Regions from separate parts of the Sus scrofa genome. Here all the other regions are linked to region 1. The links are chromatin contacts, called in public HiChIP or PLAC-seq maps. All regions are on one chromosome and are shown on one strand. The core of a region is the stretch at or near the end of the contact, and the rest is flanking DNA. Distances in the headings are between cores, read along the strand shown. Region 1 holds the start of ARPC1A (actin related protein 2/3 complex subunit 1A). Region 2 overlaps SMURF1 (E3 ubiquitin-protein ligase SMURF1). Region 3 holds the start of SMURF1 (E3 ubiquitin-protein ligase SMURF1).

Region 1 (3,180 bases), core at 206-2,705:
CTAAAGACTTCATCATCTTTATCTCCTAAGAGTTAGAACCATCTCCTTCCTAAGAGCAAACCGCTATCATATTTAAGAAATTGGAGGGAGTTCCCGTCGTGGCGCAGTGGTTAACAAAGCTGACTAGGAACCATGAGGTTGCGGGTTCGATCTCTGCCCTTGCTCAGTGGGTTAACGATCCGGCGTTGCCGTGAGCTGTGGTGTAGGTTGCAGACGCGGCTCGGATCCCAAGTTGCTGTGGCTCTGGCGTAGGCCGGTGGCTATAGCTCCGATTCAACCCCTAGCCTGGGAACCTCCATATGCCGCGGGAGCGGCCCAAGAAATAGCAACAATAACAACAACAACAACAACAACAAAAAAGACAAAAGACAAAAAAGAAAAAAAAAAAGAAATTGGAAATAATTCCATATTGTTATGTGATAGGTACTCCAAATTAAAATGTTTCCTATTTTACAAAATACATCTTTTACAGCTGTTTAAAAAATAATAGCTTTACAGTCACGTTTCATTTATCGAATTTGGTTTTCATAGCTCTTTAATCTGGAACACACACACACACACCTCCCCCACATTCTGGTTTTAAGTTTCCCTTTTAACTAATTCCACTCCCCTTTATTTCCTATAAACTAGAAATTAGGTCCAGATCTTGATTGGACTTAGTAGATATGTTTGGCATAAATTCTTCATAGGTAGGTTGGCTATATTACCAGGTTTCTCCAGGATAGTCCTGCGGCCTGTTTTCACAGCATAATTACTAATAATGCCCCATTTTGCTCTCTTAAAAGTAGTCTGGTCTGGTTAATAAATTAAGTGTTCACTATTTATAAGTAATGATGTGCACTTCAGGTTGCCTCCCATCAGGAGGCCCCAACAGATTTATATCGTTCCACTACTAATGATACAAAGATTGATTTCTTGGTTGAGATGGTAACTGCCAGATTCGTTTCGTTTTTGTTGTTGTTTGTTTTTTTGTAAAGGCATGTTTTTCTCTTAAGTCAGCGATCTGTGGGATGATCATTTGAGACTGTATGAATATCTTCTACCCCAACAGTCTTTTTTTTTTTTTTTTTTGGCTGCACACAGAACATGTGGAAGTTCCAGGGGCCAGGGATCAAACCTACATCATGGCAGTGACCCAAGCACAGCAGCAACAATGCTGGACCCTTAACCCACTGAGCCACCAGGAAACTCCCCAGCAGTCTTTAACTCAAGGTTTTAGAGTCCTCTGATGACCCTTACCAGAATAATTACACATTAGTGGTTACAATGCTAATTGTATTTAAATGATTAAGTTTTGACATTGAGATTGATTCTTTTTTGGTGGAAGAATAATGTTTTATTTAACCCCAAACATTTCAGGATCCCCAGACAACTTAAATATGGGTTGCCTACCATTTTAAATGCTTTTTTCTGTTGCTCATTGCAGCTTTCTGTCCTTTGAAAACACTGAGAATAATGTCCCTGCATCAGTTTTTACTAGAGCCAATCACCTGTCATGCCTGGAACAGGGATCGTACCCGTAAGTATGCTATTAACTTTGCTCCTTTATTTTGATGCCTTTGATGCTTTTAGATGTAAGCATCTTTAGGGAATCGTATTTCAGTGTCATATGTGAACAGGACATATATAGATTCAGTAGGAAACCGGGTCAGTCCTTTGGTTTATAAATAGAGACGTCAAGGCTTAGAGTGATAGAAGGACTTTCTAGTGGTTACACCCAAGTTCATGTCAGAGCCATTGTTAGCACTCAGGCCTTCTGGCTCCTCGTCCACTTACTTCTCTACAGTACCACCTGAAGGATGGTTGATATTAGAGACATCTTTCATTGCCCTAATAACTCAGTGTCTGGCATAGTTGTGCAGTAACACCCATCCAGCATTTAGTCAGAATACTCAGACCTAGAAATAAGCCATTACAGAGGCTGTGGTTTACATACAGACATACTGAGAGCCGTATCATCTCGTACTTACTATGTTATTCACAATAAGCTTGAGTTTCCAGGTTTTTGGCTCCAGCAAACTTAAAGGGGATGAAGACTTAGAAGTAGGCCAATATAGCAAGCAAAGTGCAGGTAATATGACTAGGAGAAGGGGGAAAAATCTAAAAACGAACAAATAAATGTCAGAGATTTATTCTCTATCTAAAATAACAGCTTTTGGAGTTCCCGCTGTGGCGCCGCAGAAACAAATCCGACTAGGAACCATGAGGTTGCGAGTTTGATCCCTGGCCTCGCTCAGTGGGTCAAGGATCCAGCATTGCCATGAGCTGTGGTGTAGGTTGAAGACGCGGCTCGGATCCCATGTTGCTGTGGCCCTGGCACAGGCCGGCGGCTGCAACTCTGATTCAGCCCCTATCCTGGGAACCTCCATATGCTGAGGGTGTGGCCCTAAAAAGCAAAAAAAAAAAAAAAAAAGGAAATTTTTAAATAAAAATAAAATAAAGCATGGGGTATAAGTAGAGGTAAAAATAATAAAGGAATTCTTCGGGATGAATATTGGGAACTCCCCCCCCCTTTTTTTTTTAAATTTTGGCTGCACCCACAGCATGTGGAAGTCCAGGCCAGGGATTGAACCTGAGCCACAGCCACATCAACACCAGATCCGTAACTGACTGCGCTGGGCCGGGGATCAAACCTGAGCCTCTACAGAGACACACCCACTGTAGTGGGGAGATAATTAGCCCACCGCACCACAGCAGGAGCTTATGGAACTGTTTTCCAAAACCACTTTCCTATCCCCTCCTTCAGTCTGTTTTTAAAATGCCAGCTGTAATGTGCCTTTTTTGGTGACAATTTCAAGTTCATTCACTTTTTTCTCCAGAGATTGCCCTTAGCCCCAATAATCATGAAGTCCACATATATAAGAAGAATGGGAGCCAGTGGGTGAAAGCTCACGAACTCAAGGAGCACAACGGACACATCACAGGTAAGGGAAGATGGCCGTGAGCTTGTGCTGTCTCCAAGTTCAGCAGTCTTCTCTTTACATGAAGAGCCCAATAGGCTGCCATAACATTTCAGGTTGTGCAGCATTTCCTGAGTTTTCTTTAGACAATGTGAGAAAATACCATGATAGGGATCTCAGTCTCTAAGGGCATCCGGAAACCCAGCTCTTACACAGGCTCTGCTACTGTTACGGAAAACACTGAACCTGCTCTGGGGACTAAAGAGCTTAGATGAGAGGA
Region 2 (3,180 bases), core at 203-2,702, 260 kb before region 1:
CCCCCGGCCCGAAGGACGTGACGGTAGGGACACGGCCCTGTGATTCTGGGGGACGTCTCCGTGCAGACGAGGGGAGCAAGCCGGAAACACCGCACCCCTCGCCACAGCCTTTTCAGGGGAAGGGCCGGAGCCGCCTCGGACCGTAGAACGGGCTCCGTAACCCGCTGTGTTTGCTCGAAATGCAGACGCAGAGGATTTGCACAGGGTGAAGCCCAGACCCCGCCACCGCCGAGCCTGCAAGCTGGGACACGCAGAAGGAGGCGGCTGGACGCCCGCGGCGACAGGGGCCTCAGCGGGTCCCCTTGTGCCAGAGCCTGGGCCCCGTGCTCCTGTGACGTCGGCTCCTTCACGAGGACCCACGACAGCTCCAGGGCCCCGGGCACTGGGCCTGGTCCTTTTAAAAGAGTTTTAGGACCATCCTAAAGCAAAAGCGACTCAATGTGAGTGGGGATTTATTTTAACATGTCCTTGGCCCCTCCAGAGATGAAGTGGAGATCCCTCGAGGGTCACGGGCCAAGCAGCCGGCCGGCCCGGGGTTAACAGGCGGATCGAAACCGCCTAATCCGAGGAAACAGCAGAAACACTTGCCGGTGAGGAGAAATCAGCCCAACGCTACGAGGAGTCAGTACTTCCGTGAAGTCTGCTTTTACGTTCCTGGTGGTTGGCTTCTCCTCTCCAGTTTCACGCCCAGCCCCAAAGTACATGCACGCGTGTGGGCACACACACAGAAAACAAGTGTATCCGGCACCCCCGAGACGGCCGCCGCCGCCGGAGTGGCAGCAAACCGCTTCAGTACTTACAGAATCCACACTAAGCTCTTGTGCAGTTCTGGGTCCACCGACTCCAGGTCCGAAAGCTGGATGGGTTTCCCCAGCAGCTGCTTGTAGAAGGGAACCGTGAAGCCCCCGTTGATGTAGTGCCCGTGGAACACAGCCAGACCCATGATGCGGCCCACAAAGTGGAAGTAAGACAGATGGTCCTGCAGGGGGCAGCAGAGAACAGCCACGCGTCGGAAAGTGACAGCGAGGTGGCCGGCTGGCTGGCTTCGCGGGAGAAAGTCCCGCGGGCAGCAGAGCAATTTCTTATGCCCTTAATTCAGACGCCTTCTCCGAAGAGCTACCTAACGGGGGGCAACCCAGGGCCAGATGAGAACGTACAAAGGACAATGCGAACATGGTGACGGCAGAGGAGGAAGCCACATGCGGGCAGGGCCTGGTGCTCGCGCAGGCCACACCCCAGCAAGCCACCGGCGTCTCCCTCCCAGGCAACCCTCTCCTTCCTCTGCCGTCCCTCCCCCGTCCCACAGAAAAAGGGGAAGAGAAAAAACCCAAAGAGGGAGTGACAGGGAAGGGACACAGGAAACGGGGAACAAGGGAAGTAAGAGAACCATTCGACCGCCAGCGCCACTCTGCTCTGTGACTAGGTAACCTCCTCTTTCTCGCTTCGGGTGGGAATGCCGTCAGCACACTGGTCAGCGTGCGCGTTGTGAAAGGTCCTGTCACAGGTGGATGCTGGCAGGGGCCGTGTGTCTGGCCAGGGCTGGTCACTTAGTCTCGGTGCTTCTTTCCTCATCTGCACCCACAGGAGCTGAGTGTGTCTCAGCACCGCGGACCAAAACGGCCGCTCACGGGAGTTCCTGCAGTGGGGCAGTGGGGGCTCAAAGTCCAAATGCAGCAGCGTGGGTGGCTGCTGAGGCTCGAGTTCAATCCCTGGCCTGGGGACTGCCTCGGAACAGACCTTTAAAAAAGGCCAATTATGGAAAACGTCTAATTTTGATTGGGAGGATGGACTCCATAACCCACTTCTCAGAATGACACCGTCAACAAATACAGCCGTCAGCCAGAGTTCCCTCAAACGGAGTCAAGTGCTGAGGTCTAGGGGCTGCTCAGTCTCACTCTCGTTCTCCTTGAAACGACAAACTCTGCCCCGGACCATGGGAAATACGGGGTTGAAACCATCCATGCCGGTCCAGCTCTCCCTCTGCCTGCTGATGCTCTATTTACCAGAGACTTTGAGTAAGGCTACAATGAGTAAGCCAAGAATGGAGATTGAAACTGAAAATCCATTTAAGAAATCCTCCAACTAAGTGTCCTACCTCTTCATTCCTTAATACTCACAGGGTTGATGGAAGAATCGGGGTTGATCTGCAGCATGTAGATGTTGTCGGTAGAATACTGGAAGAGGCCGTAGTACGGATTCAGCATTTCATGGCACAACAGGTACAGCCACTCCCTGCAGACAACAGCAACACCACAAATGACACCTTGCTAGTTTGAGATCTTAGCGAAACGAATGAGCCACAAGGCCCTAGAACACCCAGCTTGGCGAGGCTCCCTGGCGCCCAGAGAATGGGATTTCTAGAGATTGGGCACCTAAGTCTAATGAAGGAAAAAACTGCTTCTGGGGCTGTGAGAAATGGCTTTTCTGGTCGAAACTCCAGCAACTCTGAAGTTCAGAGACAACCGTGGTTGCCCAGGATCAGACCAGCTTATAGGCGCAGCGCTCCCTGCAGTCTGTGGGCCTTCTTACACCTCAGCTAAGGTGCCCTCTGCTACTTTGTGAAGGTCAAAGTCTCAGTGAGGATATTAATGATGTGGTCGTAACCAACAAAAGTGCAATGATTCTACTTTTATTTGAAAAAGTGTGTGCACATACACACACAACAGAAAAAATATATACACAGAGCATAAAAAAAGCTAGGGATTTACACAAACATGCTGACAGTAGCTAACTTGAGAATTAGCATTCTAGGCATTGCCATTTTTTTCTTCTTTCTCTAGTTTTTAAATTTCTGATCGTAACATGTTATTAATGTTTAAGTAAAGAGAAAACATTTCCAAAGCTAGGGAGGCAGGGGTTATTTAACAACGACTGTTGCCCTCACAATTTTCTGTCCTGTTGAATGCTTTCTCTTTTTTTTTTTTTTTCTTCTGTCATAGGCATTGGTCACTTTTATATTTAAAAGTTTCGTTTAAAACTTTAAACTACTAATTCTAAGAATTTTAAAATCTGGATGAGGTATATCAGAATAGGTTATTTTCTGAACTCCTTTACGTTTGAATCATTTCATTATTTAAAAAGTCTCAAATCAAAACCAATCAAACACAAAGCACTCCAAACAGAATCTGTATGAGTTGACTGCTGTGCTCAGGCTGGGCTACACCTGGGTATGGGGCCTCA
Region 3 (3,180 bases), core at 176-2,675, 160 kb before region 1:
TGACGGCGAAGTGCAGGGCAGAAAAGGAAGCGGCACAGTCAAGAGGAGACAGTGGCCTGGTTTGAGAGAGAAAGGAAGTGCACCAGACTGAAGAGGTCTGGACCAGAGGGGAAATGAGAACAAGACCAGGAGAAGCTAGGAGATAGGATTGAGGAATTCGAGGCTGAAGGAAAGGGTGGAGGCGCGAGACGGAGGCAAGGGGGCGGGGCTGGGAGATAAGCGAGGGCGGGACTAGGTAGAAAATGAGGGGCGGGGCTTAGGGGGAAAGTGAGGGGGCGGGGCCAGGAGGGGAGAAGCGAGGGGGCAAGTGGGGAGGGGTGGTAAAGAGAGGAAGGCGAGAGAGCTGATGGGGGAGGGGTGAGAAGTCGGTGGGCGGGGTGGTGGGGGGACCAGGAGGGAGAAGCGGGAGGCAAGGCCGGGAGGGGAGAAGCGAGGGGGCAGGTGGGGGTAGAGACTGGGAAGCGACAGAGGGTGGGAAGGAGAGGAGAAGCAGGGGGCGGAACCAAGAGGGAAAAGAGAGGGGGCAGGTGAGGGGAAAGGGAAGAAATTGAGGGGAAGGAGGGAGTTGAGAAGTGGGGGCGGGGCCAGGAGGGGAAAAGCGAGGGGCAAGAAGGAGGAGGGGGAGCGAAAAGAGGATGCAGGGGATGAAAACGGAGGGGGTCCAAAAGCAGAGAAGCTAGGGGGCGGGGCCAGGAGGGGGACGCGAGGGGCCTGGGGGAGAACAGGGAGCGGGAGCGAGAAGGATGGAGGGAGTGAACCGGAGGGGGCCAGGAGGGGAGAAGAGAGGGGGCAGGTGGAGGGGGGAGAGAAGCTAGAGGGCGGATGGGGGGGCGAGAAGCGAGGGGGCGGGGCCGGGGAGCAGCGAGGGGGCGGGGCCGGGAGGGAGATGAGGGGCACTAGCCTAAGAGGGCGACGAGGTCCTGGGACCACGGCCGGCGTGGGGGAGGGCCACTTCCCCAGGGCGCTCTGCGGGAAATTCCGGGGCTGCCGAGGGGCCGTGCGGGGTGCGAGTGGGCGCTGGGGGGGCGGCGGGGCCCTCCCGCCGGCCGTACCTGTCAGACGGATCTTGATGCTGGAGCCGTTCCTGCGCGTTCCGGGGTTCGACATCTCCCGCCAACGATCTGGCAGCCGCGGATCCAGCGCCGCCGCCCCCCGGCCCGGCCCGGCCCGGCCCCGCCGCCGCCGCCTCAAGGTTACGGCTCCGGGCTGGGCGCCGGGGTCCGAGCCGGGACACAAACTCCGCGGCCCAGGCGTCTGGGCTACTGGTGGATGGTCGAGCTGGAGGATCGGCGCTCGACCCTGCGCCCCCGACCCTCGCTCGCTCCTAGCCGAGCCCAGTCCAGAGCCGCTGCTGCCGCCGCCGACACCACCTCTGAGCCGGACGCCCGCCGCCCTCGCCGCTTCCGCCGCCGCCGCCGCCGCCTCCCGGAGCCGCGCGCGCTCCCGCCGCCGGGCCGGCCCGGCCCTGCGCGCCGCCGGGCCGTGCACCCCCGCGCCTGCGTGCGTGCGCGCGCCCGCGGAGCACGGTGGGGCGGGGCGCGCCGCGCGGCTGCGTCTCCCGCCCAGTCTCGGGCGCGCGGGGTCGGGAGCCGGTCTTCCCGCACCTTGCTGATCCCGAGGCGGAGGAGGGAGGAGGTCGGCGCCCCGCGGCTGGGGCGAGCCCCCTGAAGGCCCGCGGAACCCGGTGCAGTGTGTGGAGCCGTGGCGACTGGGAGCGAGCGCACGGCTCGGGGCGGGAGGGACGGCGGGTCCCGCGGGCGGTCGTCCTGGGTCTTCGCCGAGGGAGCCGGTTTGCAGATGCGGACGTTGAGGTCCAGAGAACGGAATCGATTTTCTAGATCTCTCACTCAAGGCCTGGAGCTCCTGAGAGCTGTCGAAGGGGCGCTTACGTGAAACTGTGGCCTGTTACTACACCAAGCACTTTGCACGAACAGGCACGCAGTCCCAGTTTGGTTTTAGCCTCTAGATAACGCAATTTCAAGGCAAGGACTTCTCCCAGAAACAGTCTCCTGGGTGTGTTCTGGGCGACTGGTGCGCTCTGTTGACCCGTAACAAAGTTGCCAGAGTTGCAGGAAGTGCCATCTAGAGACAAGTAAACAGGAGGCGAGATATAGGGATAAAGAGGCAGATAAGATGTTTGTCGTTATCCAACCTGCAAACAGTTGAGCCAGACAAACCGAAAGGCAGTTTTAGGGCCTCTGTTTCTCTGCCTTCTGCTAACACCTCCCCTCCTTCCAGAGCTGCAAGGTAGGACTAAAAGCTCTTGACGCTTTCCCCAGCAAACTCCTCTGCGTGTTAACCTGTTACGGAGAGGAAAAGCTAGGCTTGTTTATCAAACTGTATTGGAGAGGAAAAGCTAGGCTTGTTTATCAAAACTGTATTTGAACGACTACCTAAGTCTCTGAATGCCTTAAGGCTCTGAGCCCTTGCACCCATCCCCTGCAGCCAGGGACCTTGCTTGGGGTCACGGTCTTCTGAATAGAGCTCTCTTCTTAGAGCCCCTGACATGTCCACCTGCTCTGGCTGAGCTCAGGCTGACTCTCCTCTGGGCCAGATGCTAGGCTGCCTTTTCCAGCCTCTATCAGTGACATAAAAGGACAGGCCTAGATCATTGCTATGGCTCTTGCAGCTCAGAATTTCAATGATTCTAGTGATTTCCAAGAAGAGCTATGTTTAAGCAACAGAGCAGTACCTCCAGAATCCAGCTTTGTTTCTCTCTGTAGGCAATTGTCACTGGGTCCTTGGCTCTGAATAACCCATTTCGAGCCTCGAATGCCTGGAATAATCCCATTCTTCTCTCAGTTTCGTCAGTTTTTCTCCCTCTGCTTCTTTCCCATGTTTAAGGAGTCTTTTCTCTGTCAACCAAACGAAACCTCTTTCTCTGCTTACCTGAGTCCTGGCCCCTGTTCTTACCCCTTAGGTGTAAGGAGTCTGACCTAAAAACCTGGCATTTCTTAACCTCGTTGTTTTCCTACCTTCCTAGATGTCTGAGCCTTTTCTTGACTGTTTCCCAGGCCGCTTCTGGAAGTAACTGAATTCCATTTCATTTATTCATCAACAAGACGTGGTACATATGCACAATGGAATACTACTGGGCCATAAAAAAGAACAAAATCATGCCATTCAGAGCAACATGGATGCAGCTAGAGATTATCATGCTAAATGACGTCAGAAGGAGAA

The links. HiChIP or PLAC-seq counts read pairs in DNA pulled down with a chosen protein or histone mark.
Region 2: a contact with region 1 is called in an H3K27ac HiChIP or PLAC-seq map of alveolar macrophages. The contact joins the enhancer-like site here to the promoter of ARPC1A in region 1. A contact is called at or near these places in 4 of 5 promoter capture datasets (fetal liver, fetal skeletal muscle and liver), 13 of 47 Hi-C or Micro-C datasets (brain, embryonic fibroblasts, epiblast stem cells and 8 more) and 2 of 2 datasets of contacts at active chromatin or transcription factors (alveolar macrophages and skeletal muscle).
Region 3: a contact with region 1 is called in an H3K27ac HiChIP or PLAC-seq map of alveolar macrophages. The contact joins the promoter of SMURF1 here to the promoter of ARPC1A in region 1. A contact is called at or near these places in 2 of 5 promoter capture datasets (fetal skeletal muscle and liver), 7 of 47 Hi-C or Micro-C datasets (alveolar macrophages, brain, embryonic fibroblasts and 2 more) and 1 of 2 datasets of contacts at active chromatin or transcription factors (alveolar macrophages).

What each region holds. Positions count from the first base shown.
Region 1 is chr3:6,300,150-6,303,329 of Sscrofa11.1, forward strand. It overlaps ARPC1A (actin related protein 2/3 complex subunit 1A), which reads left to right and starts at 1,456. Exons shown (of 9, transcript NM_001134355.1): 1 at 1,456-1,519; 2 at 2,820-2,924. The coding sequence starts at 1,456.
Region 2 is chr3:6,044,954-6,048,133 of Sscrofa11.1, forward strand. SMURF1 (E3 ubiquitin-protein ligase SMURF1) reads right to left here. Exons shown (of 18, transcript XM_021086117.1): 12 at 2,118-2,232; 13 at 801-979. Among named protein-coding and RNA genes, the nearest start is that of SMURF1, 96 kb to the right of the region's middle. Within about 2 kb of position 1,453, at least 9 of the 83 cell types and tissues checked have an H3K27ac peak or open chromatin away from gene starts, as enhancers often do. A contact at or near this core is called in alveolar macrophages and retroperitoneal adipose tissue, where this site is marked.
Region 3 is chr3:6,141,144-6,144,323 of Sscrofa11.1, forward strand. It overlaps SMURF1 (E3 ubiquitin-protein ligase SMURF1), which reads right to left and starts at 1,426. Exons shown (of 18, transcript XM_021086117.1): 1 at 1,053-1,426. The coding sequence starts at 1,107.